Regions from separate parts of the Pan troglodytes genome. Here region 2 is linked to region 1. The links are chromatin contacts, called in public Hi-C maps. All regions are on one chromosome and are shown on one strand. The core of a region is the stretch at or near the end of the contact, and the rest is flanking DNA. Distances in the headings are between cores, read along the strand shown. Region 1 holds the start of CFAP251 (cilia and flagella associated protein 251). Region 2 holds the start of BCL7A (BAF chromatin remodeling complex subunit BCL7A).

What was found. A called contact is a pair of places that touch in the nucleus more often than the background predicts.
Region 2: a contact with region 1 is called in a Hi-C map of stem cell-derived neural progenitor cells, with 2.6 times the contacts expected there. The contact joins the promoter of BCL7A here to the promoter of CFAP251 in region 1. A contact is called at or near these places in 1 of 7 Hi-C or Micro-C datasets (stem cell-derived neural progenitor cells) and 1 of 1 datasets of contacts at active chromatin or transcription factors (stem cell-derived excitatory neurons).

Annotation. Positions count from the first base shown.
Region 1 is chr10:128,752,315-128,757,688 of NHGRI_mPanTro3-v2.0_pri, forward strand. CFAP251 (cilia and flagella associated protein 251) reads left to right here and starts at 2,145. Exons shown (of 22, transcript XM_063785153.1): 1 at 2,145-2,344; 2 at 4,912-5,327. The coding sequence starts at 4,932. It overlaps PSMD9 (proteasome 26S subunit, non-ATPase 9), which reads left to right. Exons shown (of 6, transcript NM_001246400.1): 6 at 1-1,498.
Region 2 is chr10:128,855,245-128,860,305 of NHGRI_mPanTro3-v2.0_pri, forward strand. BCL7A (BAF chromatin remodeling complex subunit BCL7A) reads left to right here and starts at 2,459. Exons shown (of 6, transcript XM_016924434.4): 1 at 2,459-2,847. The coding sequence starts at 2,756.

The sequences.
Region 1 (5,374 bases), core at 895-3,394:
TCTAGGGATTTCCAACTTGTCTTCTCTCCCTGAAGCATAAGGATCTGGAAGAGGCTTGTAACCTGAACTTCTGTGTGGTGGCAGTACTGTGGCCCACCAGTGTAATCTCCCTGGATTAAGGCATTCTTAAAAACTTATGCTTGGCCTCTTTCACAAATTAGGCCACGGCCCTAAATAGGAATTCCCTGGATTGTGGGCAAGTGGGCGGAAGTTATTCTGGCAGGTAGTGGTGTGATTATTATTATTATTTTTAATAAAGAGTTTTACAGTGCTGATATGACCCTGTTGTCACCCCAGCTGAATTTCTTATGACCCTCCCAAACCAAAGCTCAGATGGGGTCAGAAGAGCTTCATAGAAAGTTGGGCAAAACAGGCTAGCAATTGTGAAGTCAGGCTTTGACCAACATATTTCTTTGCACTGAGGCCTTGCTGCTGTGGATACGGAAATTGTTAAGTACTGTGCTTCCTCAGCAGCTGGGCTGTCAGGGCCATAGTAGCTCCCTTTGGAGAACAGGGAAAGCCTGGAGGCTTCCCAGGTGGCCCAGCATGGTGTAGTGTCAGCTTCCTCTTTAGGAACCCACCAGAGGGCAGCAAGCTCCTTTCACTTCGGTAGTAAGAACCCCTCTGTTTTTGTGTGTTTTTGTTTTTGTTTTCTGGAGACAAGGTCTTGCTTTGTCACCCAGGCTGGAGTGCAGTGTCGTGATCAAGGTTCACTGAAGCCTTGACCCTGTGGGCACTGCCTCAGCCGCCCAAGTATCTGGGACCACAGGCGTGCACCATCATGCATAGCTAATTTATTTTTTGTAGAGACAGGGTCTCCCTGTGTTGACCAGGTTGGTCTCGAACTCCTGGGCTCAAGCAGTCCTCCTGCCTTGGCCTCCTAAAGTGCTGGGATCACAGGCGTGAGCCACTGTGCCCAGCCCACTGCTAGTTTGACTTTTTATAATTGAACCTCCTGGCTATGCCCTGAGATCAGCGCTATTTTGTAAACCGCTGAGGTATGGATAGGAACAAGTAGATCAGACCTCTTGAAAATGCTTATTCTTCCTCCCTTTTATTTTTTGTCTCTTTTAAGATGGTAAAATGGTTCTCAGGGATTCCTGCCGATGCTTTGAATTATTTTTTCCTCTCCATGGTATCAGTGTTCATTTCCCCAGTTCTTGCACACCGCTTTCTGTTTTGGCAGTTCTGCCAGGCAAGCCCTGTGTTCCTTGGGCCTGGTTTTGCTGTGGTTGGATACAGATACCAGCTTGCCTTGATGGGATTGGTATTGCTGTGTGCTTCCAGCCACAGGTTCTCACAGTCAATTCCAAAGCCCTCCTATTGGGCGAATTCCCTCAAACTCTATTTGACCTGACAGTCATACGTATTCCCCTCTGGTAGCCACAGACATGCTGTGTTTACCAATGTTTGCTGTTTAAATTGCATGTTCTAATTCCACGTATTTTCCAGTCTCTTTATAAAGTCTCAGACTATAATAAACACAGCTTGCCCAGTTTATCCTTTCTTTTTTATTTTAAGATGTATGCATATTAATCAATTTACCATCACTGGGGCGTGGCAGTATGGGCGGGGAGAATTATTCACATTCTCCTAAAATGACAGCAGCAGAGAGCCTTTTGCCTCAGTGGCTCTGGCTGGCTTCCTGCAGGGCTCCCAGTGGAAACCCGTGTGGCCACCTGTTGCCGTCTTCCATGAGATGTTAGTGGAGAGCCACTTTGACGTGGAATGATCCTAATAGATATAGCCAGACCGGTTTTGCGGAAACGCTTTGTGCTGAGAACCGCAAGCTGGTGCACCCTGTGTCATATCTGCCCCCAGCCAGCTGGAATTGTCTGCAACACGCGATGCCCGGTGAGGAGGCAGGCAGGACGATTGTGTGCTGCATCCATGAGACCTGGAAATTCAGTTTGCTTTTGGAAAAGAGCATTGTATCCGAGTTCATACTTCTCCACCCCATCTTGCCAAGGTTGCGGAAAGTAAAAATTGGCAGTATTGGCCGCTGCAGCTTCGTAGGGGACGGGACCATGTGAAAAGGTGGGGATCGTGCGAGCGGAGGAAGGACAGAAAAGCGAGGAATGTCTATGCCGCCAGCGACCAGCAGGGGGCACGTCGGGCATGCTCGTCACCGCTTCCTGGCACGTGACCACCGCCCTGCCCTGTTGCTTTAGGGCCTGTCGCTTCCTGCGGTGGCGGTTGCCATGGAGACGGAGCTTGGATGGCAACCAGAACTAGGGAGCTGGTGGAGAAGGTGGCAGCCGCTAGAAGGAGGCCCGGGAGGTGGCTGAGGGGTCCAGGCGGCGGGACGACTCTGGCCTTTTGAAGACCGGGGTGGGTGCTCTCTGTAAGTCCGGGGCGGAGGCCACGCGGCCCTGGCGAGGGGGCCCCCGACCTGGCGGGGTCTGGCGCCCCTTGGGGGGCGCTCACCCGACCTGGCCCTTGTGGGGCCTGGGGCGGCCCCAGGGAGACCTGAGTTGGAGGCAGAGGCCGCACCTGGGCTTTAATCCCCTCACAGAGCCACGCACCTGGCACTTCTGCCCCAAACCCCTGCGGCTGTCCAGACGCGCCGGCGAAGTTGGGCTCAGTCAAAAGAGGCTCGGTGGTGAGAGCCCTAGACTTTATTCAGAGCAGTGATTTTTCAGCTGGAGAAACTAAGTGCCAGAGAGATCTCGTTCTTACTAGCGGTGTCATGTTGAATAAGTCACTTCACCTCTCAGAGCCTCAAACTCATTTATCCATTCATTATTTATTTTATTATTATTATTATTATTTTTACCAGAGATGAATTTGAGGAGCTGATACATTTCGTGCTGAGAAAGAAATTAAAAAATAGAAATACCTTTTCTACTCTGTACTCTCTGGGACTTTATTTTCAAAGTGTTGAGTTCTTTTATTCTAATGTCACCGAAAATGTGGGGATTTTTTTTGTTCGGGGTCCAACTCTTTAGGGATAAAGTATCCACCCTTATTGTTTTCCTAGTTCAAACTCTTGTTTGTGGTAAGGAATAAATGGAGAATATGCCAGAAGGCTTTCAAACTGTTCATTTCTTTGCACATTAGGATTGCTTTTCTCTCAAATAATAACAACTGCTACCATTTTTTCAAGCTGTATGTGCCAGAATTGTGTTGAGCATTTTATATATGTTATCACTTTTCTACAACAACCCTAGAATTTAGGATTATTCTTTTCATTTTGCCCATGAGAAAATGCAGACTCTGAGGGGTAAAGTGACTTGCCCAAGGTCACAGAGCAAGTACATGGTGGAAATGGGATTCAATGCTGGGACAAGCTGACAGCAAGGCCCTTGCTTTTAACCACTAGGCTACCCTGCTTCTTCTCGTATTCCTGTTTCTAGAATTGTTGCTAATATGTGGGTTATGCATTTTGTTGCCTGTGGGAATATAAATATATTTTAAATGAGTAAAAAGGCTACAAGGTGTTTATTCCTAGAAAGTTGACAGGCCCTGGATCAGTATTTTTAAGATCTGGGCCACAAATACATATACTTTAAGATTTCCCAGCTGCGCGTGATGGCTCACGCCTGTAATCCCAGCACTTTGGGAAGCCAAGGTGGGCGGATCACTTGAGGTCAGGAGTTTAAGACCAGACTGGCCAAAATGGTGAAACCCTGCCTCCACTGAAAAAATACAAAAATTAGCTGGGTGTGGTGGCAGACGCCTGTAATCCCAGCTGCTCGGGAGGCTGAGGCAGGAGAATTGCTTGAACCCTGGAGGTGGTAATTGCAGTGAGCCAAGATCGTGCCACTGCACTCCAGCCTGGGCAACAAGAACAAAACTGTGTCTGAAGAAAAAAAAAAAAAAAAAAAAAAAGGTTTCCCACAAATGTGACTTTTTTTTTTTTTTTTTTTGAGAGAAGGTCTCGCTCTGTTGCCCAGGCTGGACTGCAGTGGCATGATCTTGGCTCACTGCAACCTCCGCCTCCCGGATTCAAGCGATTCTCCTGCCTTAGCCTTCTGAGTAGCTCAGATTACAGGCACCACCACCACACCCGGCTAACATTTTGTATTTTTTTTTTTTTTGAGACGGAGTCTCTCTCTGTTGCCCAGGCTGGAGTGCAGTGGCACGATCTCGGCTCACTGCAAGCTCCGCCTCCCGGGTTCACACCATTCTCCTGCCTCAGCCTTCCGAGTAGCTGGGACTACAGGCGCCCGCCGCCACGCCCGGCTAATTTTTTGTATTTTTAGTAGAGACGGGCTTTCACCGTGTTAGCCAGGATGGTCTCGATCTCCTGACCTCATGATCCACCCGCGTCGGCCTCCCAAAGTGCTGGGATTACAGGCGTGAGCCACCACGCCCGGCCAACTTTTTGTATTTTTAGTAGAGATGGGGTTTCACCATGTTGGCCAGGCTGGTCTCAAACTCCTGACCTCAACTGATTCTCCCAGCTCAGCCTCCCAAAGTGTTGGGATTACAGGCGTGAGCCACTGTGCCTGGCCAGAAATATGACATTCTTTTTTTGTTTTTATTTTTGAGACAGAACTTTGCTCTTGTTACCCAGGCTGGAGTGCAATGGTGTGATCTTGGCTCACTGCAACCTCTGCCTCCCAGGTTCAAGCAATTCTCCTGCCTCAGCCTCCTGAGTAGCTGGGATTACAGGCACCCGCCACCACACCCAGCTAATTTTTGTATTTTTAGTAGAAACGGGGTTTCATCATGTTGGCCAGGCTGGTCTCAAACTCCTGACCTCAGGTGATCCATCTGCATTGGCCTCCCAAAGTGCTGGGATTACAGGCATGAGCCACCGTGCCTGGTCAGAAACATGACATTCTTTTTATTCCTATGGAAAGGGAACAGAGCCATTTATGCACATTTCATCAGTAGGTTAGCGCACTAGGAGAAGGAAATGGGAAGCTGAGGGCCAGCTGGTTATTATGGTCAAAATCTCTCTAGAGGAAACTCTACAGAGAAGAATGTCAGATGCAGAAGAAGCTCCCCGAGAAGCAACAGGAGAAAATGGAGAAACAGAAATGAAAGAAGAGGAGGAAGCTAATCCAAATTATAAAGAAGTAGAAGATCCACAACAGGAATCAAAAGATGACACATTAGCATGGAGAGAGTCTCAGGAGGAGGAGAGGAAAACGGGTGAGGAGGAAGGGGAGGAGGAGGAGAAAGAGGAGGAGGAGGGGAAGGAGGACAAAAAGATTGTCATGGAAGAAACTGAGGAAAAGGCTGGAGAAGTCCAGGAGAAGGAGGCTTCAGGAATACAGGAAGAAACCACAGTGGAGCCCCAAGAAGTCACAGAGTCCATGATCCGTTTGGAGACACAGATTACCGATTCCCAGTCAATCACATCAGGAATTTTCCCAGTAAGTAGTCATCTTAATTCATTCATCAATTCATTCAGAATCATTAG
Region 2 (5,061 bases), core at 1,209-3,708, 100 kb after region 1:
GTCTCAAACTCCTGGCCTCTAGCAGTCCACCCACCTCGGCCTCCCAAAGTGCTGGAATCACAGATGTGAGCCACCGCACCCAGCCTTGATTTCTTTTTATTATGATCAAATACACATAAAATTGACCATTGTAACCATTTAAAAGTGTACAATTCAGTGTCATTAAGTACATTCACATTGTTCTGCAACCATCACCACTATCTCATTCCAGAACTTTCCTATCACTCCAAAAGGAAACCCCACATCCGTTAGCAGTCACTCCTGTTCTCCCCTCCCCCTTGCCCCTGGCAACCACCAATCTGATGTCTGTCTTTATGGATTCGCCTAGTTTTAGATATCTCCCGCAAATGGACTTATGCATATTTATCCTTTTGTGACTGGCTTCTTTCACTTAGCGTGTTTCAAGGTTCACCCATGTTGTAGCATGTATTCATTCCCTTTTATGGCTGAATAATATTCCATTGTGTGGATAGACACATTTATCTGTTCCTCAGTCACTATTTGAATTCTGACATAATATTTTCCTATTTTAAATTTTAAGATACATTTTTTTAAAGTTTCATGTGGCCCAAAGCACATATCTATTGATCTCACATATCTCTGTGAGATCTGTTTTATGACCTGCTGTTGCATATTTTCCCAGAAAATTCTCGGAACGATTTTCTGAAGTCCTTCTTTCTCTTTCTCTTTCTCTTTTTTTTCTTTTTCTTTCTCTCTCTTTTTTTGTTTTGTTTTGTTTTATTTTGTTGTTGTTGTTTTTTTTTTGATATTCAGTTTTGCTCTGTTGCCCAGGCTGGAGTGCAATGGCATGATCATTGCACCTCTGCCTCCCAGGTTCAAGCATTTTCCTGCCTCAGCCTCCCGCGTAGCTCAGATTACAGGCCTGCACCACCACGCCCAGCTAATTTTTGTATTTTTAGTAGAGACAGGGTTTCTCCATGTTGGCCAGGCTGGTCTCGAACTCCTGACCTCGTGATCTGCCCACTTCGGCCTCCAAAGTGCTGGGATTACAGGCATGAACCACCGCGCCCGGCCTTTTTTTTTTCTGAGACAGGGTCTCACTCTGTCTCCCAGGCTGGAGTGCAGTGGCTGGATCTCTGCTCACTGCAACCTCCGTCTCCCAGGTTCAAGCGAGTCTCCTGCCTCAGACTCCCGAGTAGCTGCGATTACAGGAGCCCACCACAGCGCCCGGCTAATTTTTGTATTTTTAGTAGAGACGGGGTTTCACCCACCATGTTGGCCAGGCTGGTATCGAACTCTTAACCTCAAGTGATCCACCCGCCTCGGCCTCCCAAAGTGCTGGTATTACAGGCATGAGCCACCGCGCCCGGCCGGTATTTGTTCTTTTCTTCATTTTTCACGTCAGGAGACTGCGTTTCAGAATAGTAAAAAGAAATGCCTAGGAAAAGGCCTGCGGTCTCTCCATTTCCACAGTAGCGTGTTCCCCAAAGACCAAACCCTCAGGGGAAACGTCTAGAATGAGTAACAACTTAAGGCTGCAACCTTGAACTTTCCCAGGACTCAGTTTCCCCAGCTGTGAAATGGCTGCTGTCGGGCTGTCATCTCCAGGCCCGGGGCGCTGACATTTGGGCCACTCTCGGTCTCCCTCTTCATTCTGGGCGCGCATTAGCTCTGGTCCGGCCGGTTCCGCTGCAGCTGAACACCAAGATGCCGCACCCAGGTTACCCTGATCATCGCAGATTTCTCCCCGGGGCTCTGTTCTGAGGCCTCAAAAGTGCTCCTTGTAGATGGGACCAGGGGTCATTTGGGCAGTAGCAGCGCCTGGTCTCAGTCTGGTACTGAAGTCAGGAATGGCTTAAGGTGAAATCGTGGTCCTCTGGTGAAGCTCAGCGAAGACCCCCTCCCCTTGTTTATGACAAGAGAACTTCTGGGGGCGGGAGGAAGAGTCCCTGTTACGATGCTGATCATCATTGAGCTTTTGCTGAGCAGAAAACTCTTTAGTACTCAAGGTCGAGAGTCTCTGGTGGTCTGCCTGGCACCAGGCACCTTCCTACAACCCTAGTTTTCCAAAAGGACAAAGCCTGGGGCAGGCGACGTCCTAGCTCGCATTTGAACAGGGCCGCGGGCCAGCAGAGATGCGCGATGCCCAACTCTTTCCAAGAGCACCTCGCGTCCCGAACCGGTGCCTTCAACTCGGAGAAGTCAAGAGACCCGCAAGAAACTTGCACGACTGCACCCGCCGCCGCGCTCCGGGGGCTGGGCAGGGGCAGCTGGGCTGGCTCCCGGGGAACGCGACCCCCCCGCGCCCCGCTGACCGGCTGTCTCCCGTGGACCCCTCGGCACCTGCGGCCTCCGAGGAAGGGTCAGCGCGCGTGTCCGCACGCCTGCCCCCACCGCGCGCCCAGAGCCGGGGGTCGCCGTGCGCCCTTCGCCACCTCCCCAGGAGGGCGTCCGGGGCGTCCCCTCTGGGGGCGCAGGAGGCCCGGGGGCGCTGCCCGGTGGCCGCGGCGCCCGGAGGCCGCACTGCCGGCGGCGGCGGCGGCGCGGCTCCCCCTGCTCGGTGCAGCTGCCGCCCGGCGCTTGCGCACTGGGCCAGGCGCGCGGCGGCCCCGGGCTTTGTGTGTGTGTATGTGTGTGTGTGTGTGTGTGTGTGTGTGTGTGAGTGTGTGCGTGTGAGAGTGCGAGTGTCTGTGCGCGAGTGAGTGAGCGGCGGGCGGGCGCGAGTGTGGCCGCCGCGGAGCGCGAGCAGGACCCGGCGGGCGCGCTCCCCAGCCTCCGTCTCCCCGCCGGAACCATGTCGGGCAGGTCGGTTCGAGCCGAGACGAGGAGCCGGGCCAAAGATGATATCAAGAGGGTCATGGCGGCGATCGAGAAAGTGCGCAAATGGTAAGCGGAGGCGCCCGCCGCCAGCCGCCTCCCCGGCCGCCCCGAGCCCGAGCGCGGCTCCAGAGAGCCGCGGGGCGCAGCGCCCCGGCCGCCTGCCCTGGCCCAGCCCCGCCGCGGGCCCCGGGACTTGGCGACGGCGGGCGGACGGGCGGGCGGCGCGCGAGCCGGGTCACCTGCGCCAGGCGGGGGCCGCGGCCGCTGCCCAGGTGCGCTCGCGCCTGTAGCCCACCTGGCGCGGCGGCCCGGAGGCGGCGGGCGCCGGGGCCAGGCGGTTGGAGCGGCGGGGCGGCCCCCGCCGCGGCGCTCGGCTCCCGGGAGGGGGGCTCGGGGCCGGCCCCAGAAGCCATTTCGTTTTGTGCAAGTCACATGAAAGCGGCTTCCCGCGCGCCGGGGCCGCGATGCCGGCGGCGGCGGGGAGAGCGCGAGCTCCATTGTGCAGGCTCCGAGCGGGCCGCCGCCGCCGTCTCCTCCCCGCGCGCCCCGGCCCGCGCCCCGCCGCCCTCCGCCAGCCCCGGCCCGCCCGGCCGCCCGCTCCCGCCTCCCGGGCCCGGCGCCCTCGAGTCTGCGGAGTTTGCAGAGCGCGAGCCGTTTAAATTTAGCGCTTTGGGCTGCCTGGAGCGAGGGCTCTCGGCGACCAGGAAAGATGGGGGCGAGCGCTGGGAGCCAGCGGCCAGGGGCGCGGGGCGCCCACGTCCCACCCCGCTCTGCACGGCGCCCCGGGCGGGGGGCTCGGGCCAGCCGATGTTTTTGGCCAGAAGCCGTTCGTCCTGGGCCGCGGCTGCCTCTCCACACCGGGAGCTCGTGTTTGTTTTGCGGAGGGAGCTGTTGTTTTTGTTCTCTGCACGGGGGAGAGGGGGACTTGGTGGCGGCCGCGCGTGGTTTTCGGGATCACATTAGCGTCCGCCCGGCGTGGCCCGGTCGACATTAAGGGGATCGAACCTTTCCGCGGCCTCGTCGGGGTCTGCTCGGAATCGGCCCCTGGGCCAGGCCCGAGGCGCAAGCAGATCGCCAGGTTGGGTCAGAGTTGTTGAAAACTCCCCGCTGCCTGATTTCAACTTTATTATTTTTTTCCCACGCCTTCACTGGGGTCCCGGAGGGAGAGGAGCCGCCGCGACGCTGGCTCTGAGTGTCAGCGCCCGCGGGCTCGTCTCGACCCTTTATTTCGAGCCTGGAAGCTGGGCAGGCCCTGTGGCAGGGGATGTTTACGTTTGGGGGTGTCGTTTCTCGAGTAGCGCCTCGGTCTCTAAAAGCCACTGGGGGCGAGCCTCCGGTGTGGCGGTGTCACAAGTTAGCTGTCCTTTCTGAGTCAAACCCAACAAAAAAGGCAAGAGGAAAATCAATAAAGTCCACGTGCTCCCCGGCCTCCTATGGAAAGGGCTGGCTGCGATGGCCGGATGCCCGGCCGTGGGCTGGGTTTGGCTCCAGTGGGACAAAGAATTTTCAGAACCGTGAGAAGGGGAGGCTTTCCAAAGTTGAGATCCAAGTCGTCGGTGTCTCGGGAGCTCCCCTGGTACACAGGGTGCCCGGTGCCCGACTGGAGCCATTTAAAAATGGCAGAAACAGCTGCAGGCCAACACACACACGCTGGAAAACAACCCGCAGCCCCCTCTACTGTGGGATTCCCCGCGGGAAGCCCGGAGTTGCTCCCCTCCTTGCCTCAGCCCCTGTGCAAAGAAAGAACTGGTGTCTGTGCCTGGGTCCCTTCTGTCGCCGGCCTGGAGGTTGGGAAACAGCCGGCAAGCCGCCTTTCTCTGCTCGAGGAGGCGTGGTGGGGCCTCCTACTCCAGGTTCCCGGCTGGACAGAGGCTCCTGCACCCTGACAGCTGCTCCCGCAGGGCGGCCAGCTGCTCTGCAGGGAGGGCAGATGGAGAGATGGGGCTTCCCACCCCGCGGGCCCCAGGGCGGCCGGCCTGGAGGCCTTCCAGCCCGCTGACCCCGCGGGGACCAGGCCTGTAGTTGGAGCTTGAGGGGCTGTGCCTCTGCGCCTCCCTGGGTTTGGGGAAACAACACATCGTGTCCTCTGAAGACCTCAGGCTTTGGGATCTCATGGTCCAGCTTCCAGTTCACTTCGTTGCCGCGACCTTGGGCATATCATTGTCACTTCTCTAACCATGGTGACCCGGGGTTTTGTGCTTGGCTTCCAGGTCCCCTCAGGTTATTGAGGACGATTGAGGTCATGCCTCCGAGAGCACCGCGCCCTGGGCGCAGGAGGAG